Regions from separate parts of the Mus musculus genome. Here region 2 is linked to region 1. The links are chromatin contacts, called in public promoter capture Hi-C maps. All regions are on one chromosome and are shown on one strand. Each heading gives the region's core, a stretch centred on a gene start, on an enhancer-like site or on the middle of the called end of the contact. The rest is flanking DNA. Distances are from core to core; before and after follow the strand shown.

Region 1 (7,877 bases), core at 3,276-5,775:
GGCTTCTCTGACTCCTCTAGGAGCTACCTGGATGCCCCTTGTCCAAACAGCCATCAGGCCTGGGCCAATGGCCACAGGTATTGCCATCCAGGTTCCAGGATAAGAATGAAGAATGGGGCAGCCTCCTGACCTTTTGACCTGTGGGGAAGCTTCCTCTTCTCATTTTTTGAATACCCACACCTGAACCCCACAGAGCATTCTCATAAATAAAGGATACCGCCACCACTCTTATACCAAGGCTGGGACAGGCACAAGAAAGGCACCTAAGGGTTGCCACCACCTCTATATGTAGGGATAAAAGAGTCCATTTGTGCTCCAGTCAAGAAATAAAACTTCTCTGTCCAGGAGAGGTCCAGAATATGTAAAGAATCCTCACACAACAACAACACAAATAACCCAACTCTGAAAAGAGCAAAAGACCTGAACAGACAGGTCTCCAAAGGAGGCTTGCAAGTGGTCAAAGGAGCCTGAAAAGCCACAGACTTTAATCCCCTTCATCTCAGCTTTCCAGAGACAGAGGCAGGCGGATCTCTGAGTTGAAAGCCAACTTGGTTTACATAGTGAACTCTAGGATAGCCAGGGCTACATGATGAAGAGACCCGGTCTCAAACAAAACAGCAAAACAAAGCAAACACACACACACACACACACACACACACACACACACAAACCAACCAAACAGAGTGTAAGAGACAATCAGTGTCATCAAACCCACAAGGAGACATGTTTCACACCCACTAGGATGGCTAGAAGTAAAAACAACAATGACAAAACCCAGAATGTGCTCTGCAATGACATGGGGAAACTGGACCCCTGTACATTTATAGGAGGGATATAAAATATTGTAACTACTTGGGAAAACCTCTTGGCAGTTCCTCAAGAAGTGTAAAGTAGAATTGTCTGGGGGAACCTAGCAATTCCACGTCTAGATAGGACCCCCCTCCCTGCAGTGAATATCCCAAAACCAAAACACAGATATGTGAAAGAAAAAAAGAGTGCTGACATTCCCAGCAACATTACTAGAAATAACCAAACGGTGGAAACGACCCAAATAGCCATCAGCTGACAAACAGGGTTTTTAAAAAATAAAAAAGGCTGTTGTGTAATCAATTTGATCATACAAAGGAGTGAAACCCTGATTCACGCTACAACACGGATGAGCCTCCAAAAACATGACAAGGAATGAAAGAAGCCAGACACAAAAGGCCACAGAGCGAGCGTATGGTCCCATTTCTGCGAGGAGTCCAGAATAGGAAAATCCATGGAGACAGGAAGATTAGTGGTTGCCAGGGGCTGGAGGGAGGGGAGCTGGGAGAGACTGCTGAGTGGGTATGAGGTTTCTGGGGTGAGGAAAATGTTCTGGAATTAGACAGTGGTGATGGCTGACAGTTTTGTGAATATACCCCCAAACCGCGGAGCTGGGGAGTTTCTCGGGATGGGAGTTATATTCAATAACAAAAAAAGAGGGCTTTGGTAAGCTCTGATACCACTCAGGCCCAGTCTATAGTAGCCCCAAGTGTCTATGGTGCCTTTCAGAAGGGGACACACAGGCATTCCCTGGGAGAAACTGGATGCATATGGCCAAAACCTAGGAATGAAAGAAAGCCAGTCTTAAGGTTTACAATGTGCCTCCCTAGTTTAAAAAACAAAACAAGGTAAAAGCCCGTCAAGCTCCCAAAGGCCCTTGCTGGAGAGTGCTGGAGAGCTAGCTCACAATTCTTGACCCCTTACCTCCACTTAGTCTGGGGCCTCTGCAACCTAGCAGGGAAACAGAGTCACAGGCCTGTTGCTCACAGCAATCCTCTCACCCGCCAATTCCCAGGGAGGGGCAGGGGTCGAGGGAAACCTCCAGAGGTTCTGTGTCTCTGTCCCCCAACCCACACGTGACCTCCGGCTGGCCCCAGGAACACAGGCATGGAGCAGGCAGCAGCTCTGAGAGAAACTAATGGAATTGCCACCTGCTGATCTGCAGAGGGGACTGGGATGAAAAAGCGGAGCCAAGGGAAGAGAGCGGAGCCCCTTCCCCATGGCTGGTGGCCAGCCTAGAGGGGTCCAGCAGCAGGGTGGCCAGAGGCCTCTGGAAGGGAAGGGCAGCCAAAGCTGTAGGGTTGGGTTGCAGCTCTGGGAGGGGGTGGGGAGGGCTCCTGTAGCCACGTGACCCTCCCCGGGGCCAGCCTCTCCTCTCTGGGTTCCTGGGCTGTAACTGGAGCCGTGTTCCTGCCTGGGAGCCTCCGTGCCAGGCAGAGCTTTGGAGAGGGGGAAGGGAGAGGAGAGCCCCAGATTCCAGCTCCTTCTCCCGACTCCCTCTCCAGTTGGGCTGGGAAGGGACACTTGAGCACACCACATTTTCACAGGCGCACCCTCAGGCTCCCACTCCAGCTCCAGCCCTGCCAGGCCTTTCAGGGTTTCCAGACTCATCTCCTCCCTTGGCTGGGGAAGGGGTGGGACCGCTGGACACAGAATAGCCCAGGATACATCTTGTGCCCCTAACATATACATACATACATACATACATACTCCTCAGAAATCAATTCCAGAGAGACCCAGATCAACTAGCCTATCCTCCCAGGCCTCCTCTGACTCTTGGTTCAACAGGTACCCACTCTGCCCATCTTTGGGGTCTTTCCGCCAAGCCCAGACAGTGGATCTAATGGGCAGCTGCAGGAGAGGAGCGCTCAAAGGCATGGTCAGCTTTCCTTAATGGGTCCTCTGCAACAGAGAGCTAAGTAGAGGCTGACCCAAGCCATAGCAATACATCAGTATTGTCTTCGGTATCTGCTTGGGAGCCAGCTGACCTGTACTTAAACCCTGCCACGGAACCGGGAGTTCCAACACCCCTTCAGGCGCCAAGCTAGAGAATTTTCCCAAGATGCAAAGTATCAAGCCAGCTAAGCGAGGGTGAGAGAGAGGGATGGATGGGAGGCATTACAGCCACCAGGATTCTAACCCCATCACCTGTAGGTTCTGAATCCCAGGGCCACAAGGCCAGCAGCAGAGATCCCAGAAGGAGCAAAGTGGCCGCTCACGCAAGCCCAGGGCGTGTCAGATGCCTGACTGGGCCAGAAGAGAGGAAGGCACAGCTGGCTGATGGGCTGCTGTGACTCACCGCGGACCTGTGGCCAGACGGCCATCCTCAGCCCTCCCTCTTGCCCGCGGGTGAGGCTTAGGGCTGCACAGATGGCGTGCAGGGGCGTGCCAGGCCAAGGCCCAGGGGTCGGACCAGGGGAGCCAGGGTGGGGAGACCCTGGGAACCGAGACATGGAACTGACCCTGGAAGACAACCCAGAAGAAATGGACAGACGGAGGAGAAAGGAGGAGAAAGAAAAACACAAAGGGAAAATTTCCCATGAAAATATTTTATTTTCTTTGAGAACAGGATACACCTGCAGGGTTCCTCAGCCCAGCCGCCTCTCCCTGCCCTGGCGGGTGCCAGATTCCTAGACCAACGGGGCCCTCTGCCGGCCACACCGCTGCGAGCGGCCACTGAAGCCAGGGGCGAGGGAACAGGTGACCGGCGAAGGGCGGCGGCCCAAGACGCAGTCCAGATCACCCAGGACCAGGGTTGCGACCCGAGGGGCTAACCCAGGTCTCCCAGAGGGGGAAAGAAGGGTGATAAGCAGGGAGGGCAGAGAAAGCTGGGGCGCTGCCATGCGTGGTGCCACCCAGGACCTTGGAGAACTCAAAGTGCAGTGGGTGTCCCTCTAAAGATCGCTGGGTTCAGGCATCCCAAACCTGGGAAAGCGAGTAGAGAGGGAGGGACGAAAGGAACCAAAGGTGAAGAGACGCGCCCAAGAACGCGGCAAAACTGCTAACGCATAGACAGGCGAGTGCGGGCGGCGACCCCGCGGGACAGCGGCGGCGTTTACCCCCCGGGGTCAGGTCTCCCAGACGTGTTCCCGAGGGCCGAGGTCGGGGCCAGGCTCGGGCGAGCGCCAGAAAAAAGCGCAAGAAAAATAAATTTCTCCAGCTTGGAGGGTTTTTTTTCTCCCCTTTGGGGCTCAGTGCAAGGAACATCTGGATTTTGTACGTGTTTTTTTGTTGTTGTTAAATTAACTTTTCCAGGAGAGAAGGGGGGTAGTGGGCAGGGGCCAGGGAGGCTCCAGCCTTTTGGCAGGAACACCGCGGCCTAAGGCGGCGGCGGCGACTCGGGAGTCACCGTGGACCGCGGCCCCGCGCAAGCCCGTCGGGGACACCGGCCCCTCTACCTCTAGGGCGCACGGCGGGCAACGACCTGCGGACCGAGAGGCGCGCTCGCTGCCAACTAACGACTCCAAGCCACCCGTGTACCCCGCCGAGCACCTGGCGAGTGCTACCCCGGGCTCGATGCCCCCGTCCGGCCCCGCCGCCCTCGCCCGCCCTCGCGCGGCCGCCCGCCGCGGGCACCTACCCGAAGTAGGCGGCCGAAGGGCGCAGCGCGGCGAGCAGCAGCGTCAGCCCGAAGGCCGCGGCCAGCCAGCGCGCCAGAAGGGACCCATCCAGCATCTTGCCGCGCCGCGGCGGCAGACCATCGCGCTCCGGGCTCCGCGCAGGGCGCGCCGCGACCGCCGCCCTCTTATAGCGTCCGCAGCCGCGGCCGCGGGGCGGGGCGCCGGCCAGCTGGGCTCGGCCCGCCCGCGCCCCGGAGGAGGGGTCACGCCGGCGCCGGGGGCGGGCCGAAATCCGAGCTGCGCGCCCGCCGCCGCCGCCGCGGCCGCCGAGCTGCTCGGCTCGCGGGGCGGGCCTGGGGCGCGCTGTGGGGAGGGCTGGGCACGTGGCGCGGTGGGAACCCCGGTCGAGTAACGGAGCCAGAAGGAGCGATGGGGCGGGACTGAGAGACAGAGCAGGGTTAGACCCCGGGGCTAGGTGTCTGCAGCCAGGACACAAGTGCGAGCTCCGGGGTGTCTCCTGACAGTTAGGGACCGGGTGTTGGCCGCCGGGAAAGACATCCAAGAGCCGAGAAACTTGGACGACTGTGCTTGAGGGGATAGTGACTGGGTGGCTTGGGAGCGACGTTAGCCACTGGATTACAGAGCGGGAGCGTGGGGGGACGCGAATCCACTCGCGGGCCAATGTTGCCAAGAGGGAGCCACTGCTGAAAGTTGGGGTGCTGTAGCTGGAGGAATGGAAAGGCGACCTCTCCAAGGGAGACCAAAAAGGCATTTCTGCAGAGCCGGTGCTGTGGCCGACTTGGACCTGAGGATGGGACAATATGGTCCTCAGGGACTTCTGGACTACTAGCTGCAGATATCACTGACACTCAGGGACCTCATACCCCAAACAGGGTGGAAGATGAAGGGGACCGCTGGCCAGGATGGTGACTGGTCTGTGTGAAAGCCCAGAGCTGTGACTCATCTTCGTGGACTGAATTGTCTATAAGTCAAACCTTAACTAACACGCAGAGAAACACAATTGCCCAGGGCACCCAATAGACTGCTTAAGAGTCCCCTGACATTGGGGGAGGGGCGGCTTATTCAGGGACCATTCAAAGTGCTGGAGAATAGGACCGAGTGATTGGATCCTGACACATGCCCACCGCGTGTCAACCTTCCGTGCTGGAGACGCACTTTCTGTGCAAGACAGTGACACACACACACACACACACACCAGAGCCAAGCTAACAAAACCCAGGGACCTCCAACACTAGCGTGCCTCCCTGACCTGGGCTTACAGGGGCAAGCTCCACACCCTGGAAGGCAAACCTCCTTACCAGCCACCGCCTTCTCAACTTAGAGGGGCTGATTCTGGATGGGAGACCTCCAAGTCTGAGGGTTTTGAGCTCCTCTGGGAGGCTGAGTTGTCTAGCCGTGCACAGCAACTGCTCAGCCACCTGTCACGGCTCCAAAGGAAAGCAGAGGAGGAAATGAGTGAAAAAAAAAAAATCACATCAGCCTCCGCACTGGTCAGAGCCAAGCAGGTTACTCCTGTGGGTGTGGACCACCCAAGTGAATATACCCTGTCCTGACTGAAAAGCTTCCATATGTGGTGGGTGTGTGGCTGAGTGAGGGGTCGGGAGAGCCCATCACTTCCTCTCCGAGCCTTGGTTTCCCCATCAGAGGCCCATTTAACTACACGGTCAGGGGGACTCGTATCGCTCCCCATTGCTGGGAACCCACCTACACCCCACATCGCCATCCAATGGTGCTTCTGCATCAAAATGAACCCAGAAGGCAGCTCCAGCCATGGCAGCATGGGGGTGGTGTGTGTGTTGGGGGGGTGGGGAGCAGCATCAGGGAGACTTCCACCTGGAGGCCTGGCTCCCGCTCCTAGGAAGAAGCAGGAGACGGGAGACGCTGAGCGATGACATATTTAAAGGCACGAGATTGCTTCCAAGAAAAATGATGTGTGAGATTGTAAACGAGTGTCGCCAGGCACTGCAGGCGATGCATACTCGGTGAGAGCGGAGCTGGCACCTCGGCCACCCAGCAAGTGCAGAGGAAGGAGGCAGCAGTCTTGGGCAGCCCACGCACAGAGAGGCCTGGAGTCAGCCCTTGTACATCTTTGGAGATGGGGTGCTTGCTAGTGAGGATGACCTACCTTTTAGATGCTGGAGACAGTTCTGCTTTCTTTAGTCTTGGGTAGGTCTGATCACAGCAATGCTCCGGAAGTAAGGGTAGCCTATCTCTGAGTGTCCTGTCAAACTCAGAGCCCTGGCCCATCTCCAGGGGACCAGGGCATGTGGGTGGCAGGGCTCATGCTTGCACAAGGTAATGCCATATCTAAGTCTTAGGACTTCCCCAGCCTTCTATTTCCATAGATGGGGTGGTGGCAATAGATGGTGGAGATACCACCTGTACCACCTTCAACAGGACTTCAGGAGACAGTGCCCCAGCACCCTGTCACCTGCATGTTGCTCACCCATATAGCAATCTTGCTCCAAAGCACAGGGAAGCCAAAGTGTCCCCTCTCTCTTCCACACAAACCTTTGAGGTGCTTCTTCATACAGGGCTTGGCACTGCTACGCTGTCCCAAAGGAGGACCAGCCTGCCAGTCCTACTATATCTGCCCAAACTGTCACCAGTCAGCCTAGCATCGGGTTGGAAAGGGCCTCTGCCCCATGGAGGTTCTGCCACACGTGTTTGTGTCTCTGATGAAAATGGGTAGAAAGGAGAGAAAAGCTCAGGGGAGGAGGGCACAGAGGACCAGAGTTAGCAGGTCCAGGAAGCCCTGTAGCCCAAAATGAAACCAGAGGGCTTTTGGGGGGCTGGTCAATATGCAATGCCCAAAGGAGCCATTAAGTAGATAGAAAGCAAATTCCAAAAGAAGAGCTATTAAGCACTGGGTAGTAAACTGAGCCCTCTGAGTTTGGGAGAACTCATGTGCCCAAGGGCACACAGCAATCGAGGAAGGGACACCCTCACCCTCCTCTCCCTCTCCCCTCCTCCATCCACACCCTCTCAGCTTTACAGAGTGTGGGAAGGGCAGGCCAATCTCCTCCCATGTTCTCTGGCTAACGGCCAAGTGGCCCTCTGGTTCCATTTTGGGCTATGGGGCCAGAAGACTCATTGTCATCCCCCCTGGTGACTACCTAGGCCTGTGCGGCGATCCAAATTATAGGGAAGAAGCCAGATGTCACTGTATTCACAATCCAGAGATCAAAACCAAGCTGAGAGATCAAAACCAAGCTGAGTCGCAAGTCTTTGATGGATCTTTAGGCTTGAGTCCACTTGCAGGCCCAGAACCCCCATATTAAGGGAAGATCAGGTCCCCTTGAGAAAGGACCCTGCTTGTTGCCTAAAATTTACACTGATATTCTCTCAGCCTGCCTCTAGGTCTTTTGCCAAAGTGAACGACCACGAGAGGAAAGGAAATGGGCAGCTCGTCTTTTTGAGATCACTGAGCCCAGGTTCTGGACTCACATGGGTTCTCAGGGTCCTGAAATGTCACTGCCAGTCCACTGA
Region 2 (7,877 bases), core at 3,973-6,472, 320 kb before region 1:
CTTCCCAGCTCCCAGCCCATTTGCATCCTTTGCATGTTTATTCGTCACCTCCCCATTTCTTTGGTAAAACAGCACAACCCAAAGCAACTTCAGGGAAGGAAGCGTTTATATGTGCTTATGGTTACAGAAAGATAAAAGTCCATCTCGACAGGGAAACATGGCAGCAAATGGCAGGCATAGTGACAGGAGCAAGAAACTGAGAGCTCACATCTCAACCAGGAGAGTAAAGCAGAGAATGTGAAACTGGAAGCTGCTCAAGGCTTTTAATCCCAAAGCCCACGCCCAGTGACACACTTCTCCAGCAACGCTGTACCACATAAACCTCCCCAAACAGCGCCACCAACTGGAGACTAGGTGAACAGCACCACCAACTGGAGACTAGGTGTTCAAAGGCTGAGACGATGGGGGAATTTCTCTTTCAAATCACCACACAGTGTCCAGGGCAGACTTGCCAGGGTCCAATACCCCTGACTTTGGAGGGTCTCATGAGAACAATAGAGACCCACTATCCACACCTCAGAGTCACTGAAAAACTATGCAGTCATGCCACCTTCCAATCAGTGGCGATGAGGCAAAGACAGAGTAGAGGAGGCTGCAATACCCAAGTCTGGGCTGACTAAGAGGGATTATTCATCATAATGACCTGGTAATCAGGGGACCCAGGTTATCTATCAGGTGGAGTACCCACTTAGAGGAAGAAAATCACATCATTCAGACCCAACTCCTAAAATCCTTAATGTGGTGAAATACAGACATCATGTTTTCTTTCACTACTGAAACCAGTTCTGGGAATTTTAGCCAGGACAAAGCAGGCAGGAAATGGGAAGACAAAAAGGAAGAAGCAAAGAACCATTGGCTGGAAAGGATGGATCTGGACATGAGACTGAGGTAGCAGAAGTAATATGCAAAGTTATTATCCCTCCCTTTGCCTCCATTGTTAAATCACTCAGCACAAAACACAAATTTCTTCCTCCTCCTCCTCTTCTTTGTTCGCATCCTCTCCCTCCTCTTCTCCCTCCTCCCCATCTTCTTCATCTTCTTCCTCCTCTTCTTTTTTTTTTTTCATTTTGTTTTTTCGAGACAGGGTTTCTCTGTGTAGCTCTGGCTGTCCTGGAGCTCACTATGTAGACCTGGCTGGCCCTGAACTCAGAGATCCTCCTGCCTCTGCCTCCCTAGTGCTGGGACTTGGTTTGTGCCACCACTGCCTGATTCAAAATTTCTTGACTATGTAAAGTATTTCTATAGGTCGATAAAGCAAGAGGGTAAAGAAAAAATGAGAATACAAAACAGGCAATTCCCAGAACAAGAAACACAAATGGCTCTTGGATGAAGGAGAAGCACTTAGTCATGTATCATTGGAGAAGTGTAAATCCAAACCAAGAACTATCTGATTGGCAATGACCCAGAATGGTGATAACACTGTTGGCGTGGGCATGTGAGTTGGTATAGACATAATTTTTTTTAACGCACATGCCTTCTCATCTAGAAAGCATTTATCCCACATAGACACTTTGTGTATTGCCTGTGACAAGCTAGCATGTGAATATTTATCAAAGAATGTTTTTTCTTTCAAGACCGGGAACAAAACCCCACCAAATAGAGGCAGGTAATATACATGATAATGTATCCAGGGATGAATGCTGCATAAAAGCCAGATAGAAAGATGCCGATTTATAAGCTGAGGCCTGAAATTGCCTAGATACACTATGAAGTGGAAAGGACAGAAGATTAACTACACGTGTGTGTTGCTTGAAGCCTCAGTGTCTTGTCTCTTTGTTGGGACCATTCCTGTCTGTCTTGTGGCTACTCTCCTTGCATGCTGATGGCCTAAATAATACACGTTTGTTTCCACTCTGCACACCAGTGACTCTTTCCAGGACAGTCACAGTCCTCCTAAGACCTTGTCAATTTTACCTACAAGGCTGAGAAGTGCCACCATCTTCCAGAGAGACCAGGAGGAGAGAGAATGGAAACTGTAGCTCAGGCTAGGATCCTGCCATGGGACCTGCCTTGTGGGGCTGCCCCAGAGAGCAATTGAGCCTATGTTCTGCAGAACTTTGCTTTGTGTGGCCCCTCTCGCATTGGCTATCTGTTCTTTTGCCCATTCCCTTGGGCACACATCCTTAATGAGTTGTTGCCATTCAAACCTCTTATAATTTCAAGAGAGACCCAACATCTGCTTTCCTCAGCATGGAGCCCAACAAATTCATTGGCCCAATTGGTGTCATGGAAAAAAGCAAGAGCCCCTCTCTAAACACAACCGCAGAGAAGAAGAGGAAAGGAAATGGGCTGTGTCTCTTCTCATCTCTGTTGCTCACAATCTGCAAGCAGGCTGTGAGTGCGGACACGAGGTAGCACAGGTATCACATATGTGAGGGAACAGAGGCTCTGTGGGCGTCACTTAGAAGTGGCGAGTGATTTCATCACCAGAGAGAGACCAGCTCAGTGTCAAACCCATAATCACAGAAGAGGAAAGCTCCGTGAATGGAGAAAATGCCACCTTCAGGGCAGGCCAGGGTCACTTACTTTTCTAGAAGATTTCCATTTGCTGTCATCTCTTTGTACTCCACATCTACTTCCAGATGAATCCTGGGACGAGATGGGAAGGGACCTGTTTCTGGCTTTGCGTCTATGTCACCTCAGTGTTCTTTCCCACTTACTCTGTGTGATGGATTGTCAACTTAACTACATCTGGATTGACTAAAACCTCCAAATGGAGGGGCACGCCTTTGAGGAATTTTTGCTTAATTTGAAGTCGGAAGACCACTTCTAATCTGGGCCACATCTTCTGCTGGAAGCCATATAAGGTTGTGGAAGAGGGAAGCTTTTGTTCTTGCCCTGCTTGCTCTCACCCTCACTAGCAAGTCCATTCCTTCACTGGCATTAGAGCCTACTTCTTTAGGATCCCAGCATATACTGACGACCAGCTGGAATACCCAACTTCATGGACTGAATAATTACTGGATTCTTGGACCTCCCATTCATAGGAAGCTATTGCTGGATTCATTCTCTCTCTCTCTCTCTCCATATATATATATATATATATTCTATAAGTTCTGTTACTCTAGAGGACCCAGACCCTGGCTAAGACACATTGACAGGTATGACCCCATTCCTGGCCCCGCATTTGTGTCTTGGTGTCTAGCTGACCAGGAAATTAACAGGAAAGGAAGAAAGATTCTGTGAAGGAAGCCAGTCCCACCTGGGATCACTGGAAACAACCAATCTGGGTCCAAGGAAAAGCCTGCAAACCAATAAAGTGTGGCCTTGTCAGCATACCATACCCCAGCTCTAGGATACTGCCACAATGCATGGAACCCCATACGAGGTGACAGAAGGAACACAGGATGGGGAGGGGCTGAGGTCTCAAGCTAGATGGGTGGTTGTCAACCTCACACATAGTAGAACTGTTGTCTGTGACGATGAAAACCATGGCTAGAGGCCTTGTAGTTTCCCTGAGAATCAAGCCCCAACAGCTGTGTTCGGCCTGCTTCTGAATTCATTCAGAAAGCTAGGAAAGGGGCCAAGTCCATAGTTCCTTTTTAACCCTCCTTTCCCATCTGGCCTTGCTAACCAACCAGCCAGAGGAGTCCACTGCTCACAGAAAGCTCTGTACAAAAGACCGTCCCTGGAGAGGACTGCTCAATGCATTTTGCTCTTGGAACATCAGTAGAATCCGAGACCCCTATAAAGACAGTGAGGGAAAGCAGAGCCCACTCAGAGCAAACAGGGTGGAGAGAGATACAAGAAACAGAAAGAAGCAGTTGTATTTTATTGGAGACCCTGAGGGGATGTCAGCTCTCAAGGGGAGGAGCCTGAACTTGAACTATTCCATCTCCTCCATGCCTGGCCAACAGTGTGCACCCTAGGAGGAGTCAGTCTCCAGCATCCTTGTGGTGATCTCCAGGGGACAAGGCATCTGCATCCACCTGAGCTGTTTGAAATCAGACTGCCCTGGTACTCGATACAGGCTTCACTGCCACTCCTGGGATACATATTAGTCCCAAAACATGGGAGTCACTCAGGACTTGACTGCACTTCTTAATGACTACAAATAGGGCTCACTGGTACACATGTAAAAATCAATGTAAGGTGTGTCTGTCCTCAACTCCTGTGGAATCTTCTGTATTCATGTCTATGGAAACTAGTTTTTCTCCTTGAACACAAAGTACAAGGTGATGGTTTGACGCACACGATGCAGAGTGTGCCAAGAGTGTTTGGTGCTCTGTCTCCTTGGGCATATACCGTTTCCTTGTGACGAGAGCCCATGAACTTCCCACTTAAGAAAGAGATTTCTTTTTCATGCATCTCTTACTTACTTTGTGTGTGCACCTGAGTAGTAGCTATGTGTGTAGATGCCTGCAGTAGACAGAAGGAATGTGGTCTCCTGAAGTTATAGGTAGTTTTGTTATGAACTATGCCCCCGTGCAATGTGCATGCTGAGAACTAACCCCAGGTCCTCTGCCAGAGCAAGTGTTCTTAAGTGAGCCACCTCTCCAGCCCCACTCTCTTCAAGTCTTTAAAAACACATAATCACTTGTGAATAGATTCTTGGCTAGGGGTGAGAGTTTGTGTCTGCCCCCCCTTCCCTGTGCTGGAATTTGAGCCCTTGCAGGGTTTGTGCATGCTGCCACAGTATGTGGAAGTTCATATGGGCATCAATCCTGCTGTGTCTGGAGGACACCATTTCCTTGGAGCTGTCCATCACCCCTGGCTCTTACCATCTTTCTGCCCCCTCTTCCACATAGATCTGTAAACCTTGCATAGAGAGTCTTGAAGGGGAAAAATCAATTTTGTTCAATGCAGGGTCACTAGCTACTATATCAAAGCGTACTCCAGGGTAGGTCCCATGCCCAGGAGTAGTTTACTAACCAAAACAGACTCGATGTTGGGTTTTTTTTTTCATTGTTTGCTTTTTGGTTTGCTTTGGTTATTTTGCCTTTTGATGTTGTTGTTTTGGTTTGACCTTTGGGAAGGTGTTTTTGTTTTTGGTCTGATAGATAAAAAGAACATGAAGTTAGGTGGGTAGGCAAGTGGGGAGAATCTGAAAGGAGTTGGGGCGGGGGAATAATATGATCAAAATATATTACATGTAACTTGTTTTTAAATAAGAAAAGAACAAAAGCATAATAAATAGGAAACCACAATTACCACACTACACCAGGTGCTGGGACTTGCTCTTTCCTGAGCAACTGTGCCGAGACCTCTGACCTGTGCAACTGCTACCCAGCCTCTTCCCCCTCTGCCCCTTATCTTTTGATTCTGACAAATTTCAGAATAGGCTAGGACCATCGACATGTATTTCTCCAAGAACTTCAGCATACAGATTATTAATTCGAGGGAAATGATATGTTTAAAATCGTTAATGATGCAGAAGTTCAGATACACAGATCAAAGAGACTGCGATAATGAATACTTACGCACCATCCACTGTCTGCTGTCAGGATGGCCAAGGTTCCCCAGTCTTGCTTCTTATACCAAAAACAAACAAACAAAAAAATCACTTCATCCTAAAAAATCGTTTTAATTTAAGCCGTCAGAGTTGCATGTTCATGCAACCATAGCAATATCGGGTACAGTAGGTCACTATATTGGTGCTAAACCGCACTCGACACTGAAGAACCATTTCAAAGGAAGCACGGTTGAAACAGGTGTTGTAGTGTCTGTGAGGCCCTTTATTTACATGCAAACCCAAATGCATCGGATGAGAACAGCCGTATACACACGGACTCTTACAGAAACAATAGAAATGTGATATTAAAAGAGGGCCCATGGGTATGGGGCATCTGCCCTTGTGAAAATTCTATAAAGGATAAAAGGATGTACTGCTTCATCGATGCACATGGATGCACGTGGATGGGCCAGCACAGCAGCTCACACCTTCCTTGGATGGAAACACCACACAGTTGCATGTTTGCCAAAAATTGATGTCCTACTATGCAGTGTAACCAGATTTACATTTGTAACAGAGCAGATGGAGGTTCTTGTATAGCTCTGAAGATTTCTAAATTAGAAATATATATCACATATGTTTTTAGAAGTACAGCAGTGCCCTGAGGTGGACACATACCGGGAGGTAATAAACCTATGGTGGCAAGGATGGTTGTATTGGTCTGCACCAAACACAGATGTGTGTAACAGAAGTGATAAAAATATTATTAGAAATCAGGGCATATGAACATATTGTTCTAACAGTGCACCCTGATATTGACGAACAAGCTCAGAGGTAGAGCGATTCTAACTGATATTCTAGAATCCATGAGACCAAGTGTTCACAAGCTCATTCAAGCACATTGTAGACAAATACACTGCTACAGAAACACACACAAATGTAAACGTCTAGCAGGACTCAGGGGTGCTGGACATCCACACTCCTGGAATTATGACACGGGAGATCCGAGGTTGTACCACCACATCACTGCGTGTGAATGTGCTAGCAGAGCAGCTCGTTATCCATTTGTACAAAAAATTACACATTTGGATGTTTGCAAAAACCAATGTCCCAAAGCTGCAGCATAAACAGATGTGCTTACAGCAAAGCAAACAGGGGTGTTTTACAGCTCTAAACATGCCTGAAGAAGAACAGCAGGACATACATTATTAGGACCGCAGCAGAGCATCCTGATGAACCTGTAAACAGGAAAAAAAGTTAAAGGTGAGAATGGCTGTACTAGTCACACAGCATGCATGGAGACAGAGATGACAAAGGGTTTATTAGAAAGTGGTGCACATAGTTTTTTACAGCGGTGCATCTGGACATTGAAGAAGTCATTCAGAGGTAGAACAATCCAAGCTGCTATGCTATGATCCATGAGACCAAGTGTTTACAACCACATTTGAGCACATTGGAGAGCAGCTATACATCAATATACTGTCACAGTGAAATTATCCAGGCGAGATAATTATTGACAACCATGCCGATTAAACTAATTAAAAGTTTGGAGTTCTTTTTATTAATGGCGAGATCAAGAGTGACCTGTGCCGCTGTGAAGTCTCTTGGTGCCCCAGTCAGGTGTATGGCATTTAAAAAGAAAGGCACAGTTACATCAGTGTCTGACGTGGAAGTTACACTAGTAAGGGATTTGGAGTGGCCTAGAAACATCTTTCTTTACAATGCTCAGCTGTATATTCCAGACACTACATAATATGTTTGGACCATGGTCAAGTTCATAGACTGTTCCAAAAAGCGTTGCCAAGGCTGTTGGAGGATGGACGGCGAAGCATCTAGACAGACACAAAATAAAGTTGGCACGTGATGGGTTTCCGTAGTCATTTTATCCCTTACACCCCCTCCCTTTCTGTTACTTTCAAGTCTTAGACCTTGGCTAAGGGATAAATACTGGGTCCTGAGGATCATTAGTTTAACCAAGGCAATTTGTCTGATGAACTTTAAAAGTCATTTGACTATGCAAGGCAAGTCTTATAAAAAGGAAGTGGAAGGGGCCATTCAGGCCAACGAGGAAGGTTGTAAGCCATGGATTTTAATAAAATATTTTATGATACCAGGAATTATGTTGTCTTGTTTGTTTGTTTATTTGAGACAGGGTCTCACTTGCCTCTGTTTGTCCTGGAACTAACTCTGTAGACCAGGCTAGCTTGAACTCACGGAGATCTGCCTGCCTCTGTCTCTTGAGTGCTGGGACTAAAGGCATGAACCCAGCTGTACTGTTTCTTATCTAAATGATCTTTCATTTTTCATGAAGTTTATTTTTAATAATAATAAATATATAATGTTTTCTAATCATGTAGGATTTTAGAAGGCAATCTCTCTAATTCTGTCAGAAGGTAACTTTTAGCCTTGATTGCGGGAAGGTTTAAGAGTTTTGTGTCTGGTGGCACACACCTTTAGTTCCACCATTCAGGAGAAGCAGGTGGAT

Evidence for each region. Promoter capture Hi-C pulls out the DNA fragments that hold promoters and counts their contacts.
Region 2: a promoter capture Hi-C map of embryonic stem cells shows a contact between it and region 1, with 4 times the contacts expected there. The contact joins the enhancer-like site here to the promoter of Wnt9a in region 1. A contact is called at or near these places in 15 of 39 promoter capture datasets (the 3T3-L1 cell line, 3T3-L1-derived adipocytes, the SN4741 cell line and 8 more), 1 of 15 datasets of contacts at CTCF or cohesin (large pre-B cells), 12 of 484 Hi-C or Micro-C datasets (the HL-1 cell line, cardiomyocytes, cerebellum and 7 more), 2 of 115 datasets of contacts at active chromatin or transcription factors (large pre-B cells and pancreatic cancer cells) and 2 of 9 other capture datasets (embryonic stem cells and macrophages).

The regions. Positions count from the first base shown.
Region 1 is chr11:59,303,578-59,311,454 of GRCm38.p6, reverse strand. Wnt9a (wingless-type MMTV integration site family, member 9A) reads right to left here and starts at 4,525. Exons shown (of 4, transcript NM_139298.2): 1 at 4,388-4,525. The coding sequence starts at 4,482.
Region 2 is chr11:59,625,691-59,633,567 of GRCm38.p6, reverse strand. No RefSeq gene overlaps it. Among named protein-coding and RNA genes, the nearest start is that of Gm33998, 14 kb to the left of the region's middle. Within about 2 kb of position 5,222, at least 15 of the 459 cell types and tissues checked have an H3K27ac peak or open chromatin away from gene starts, as enhancers often do.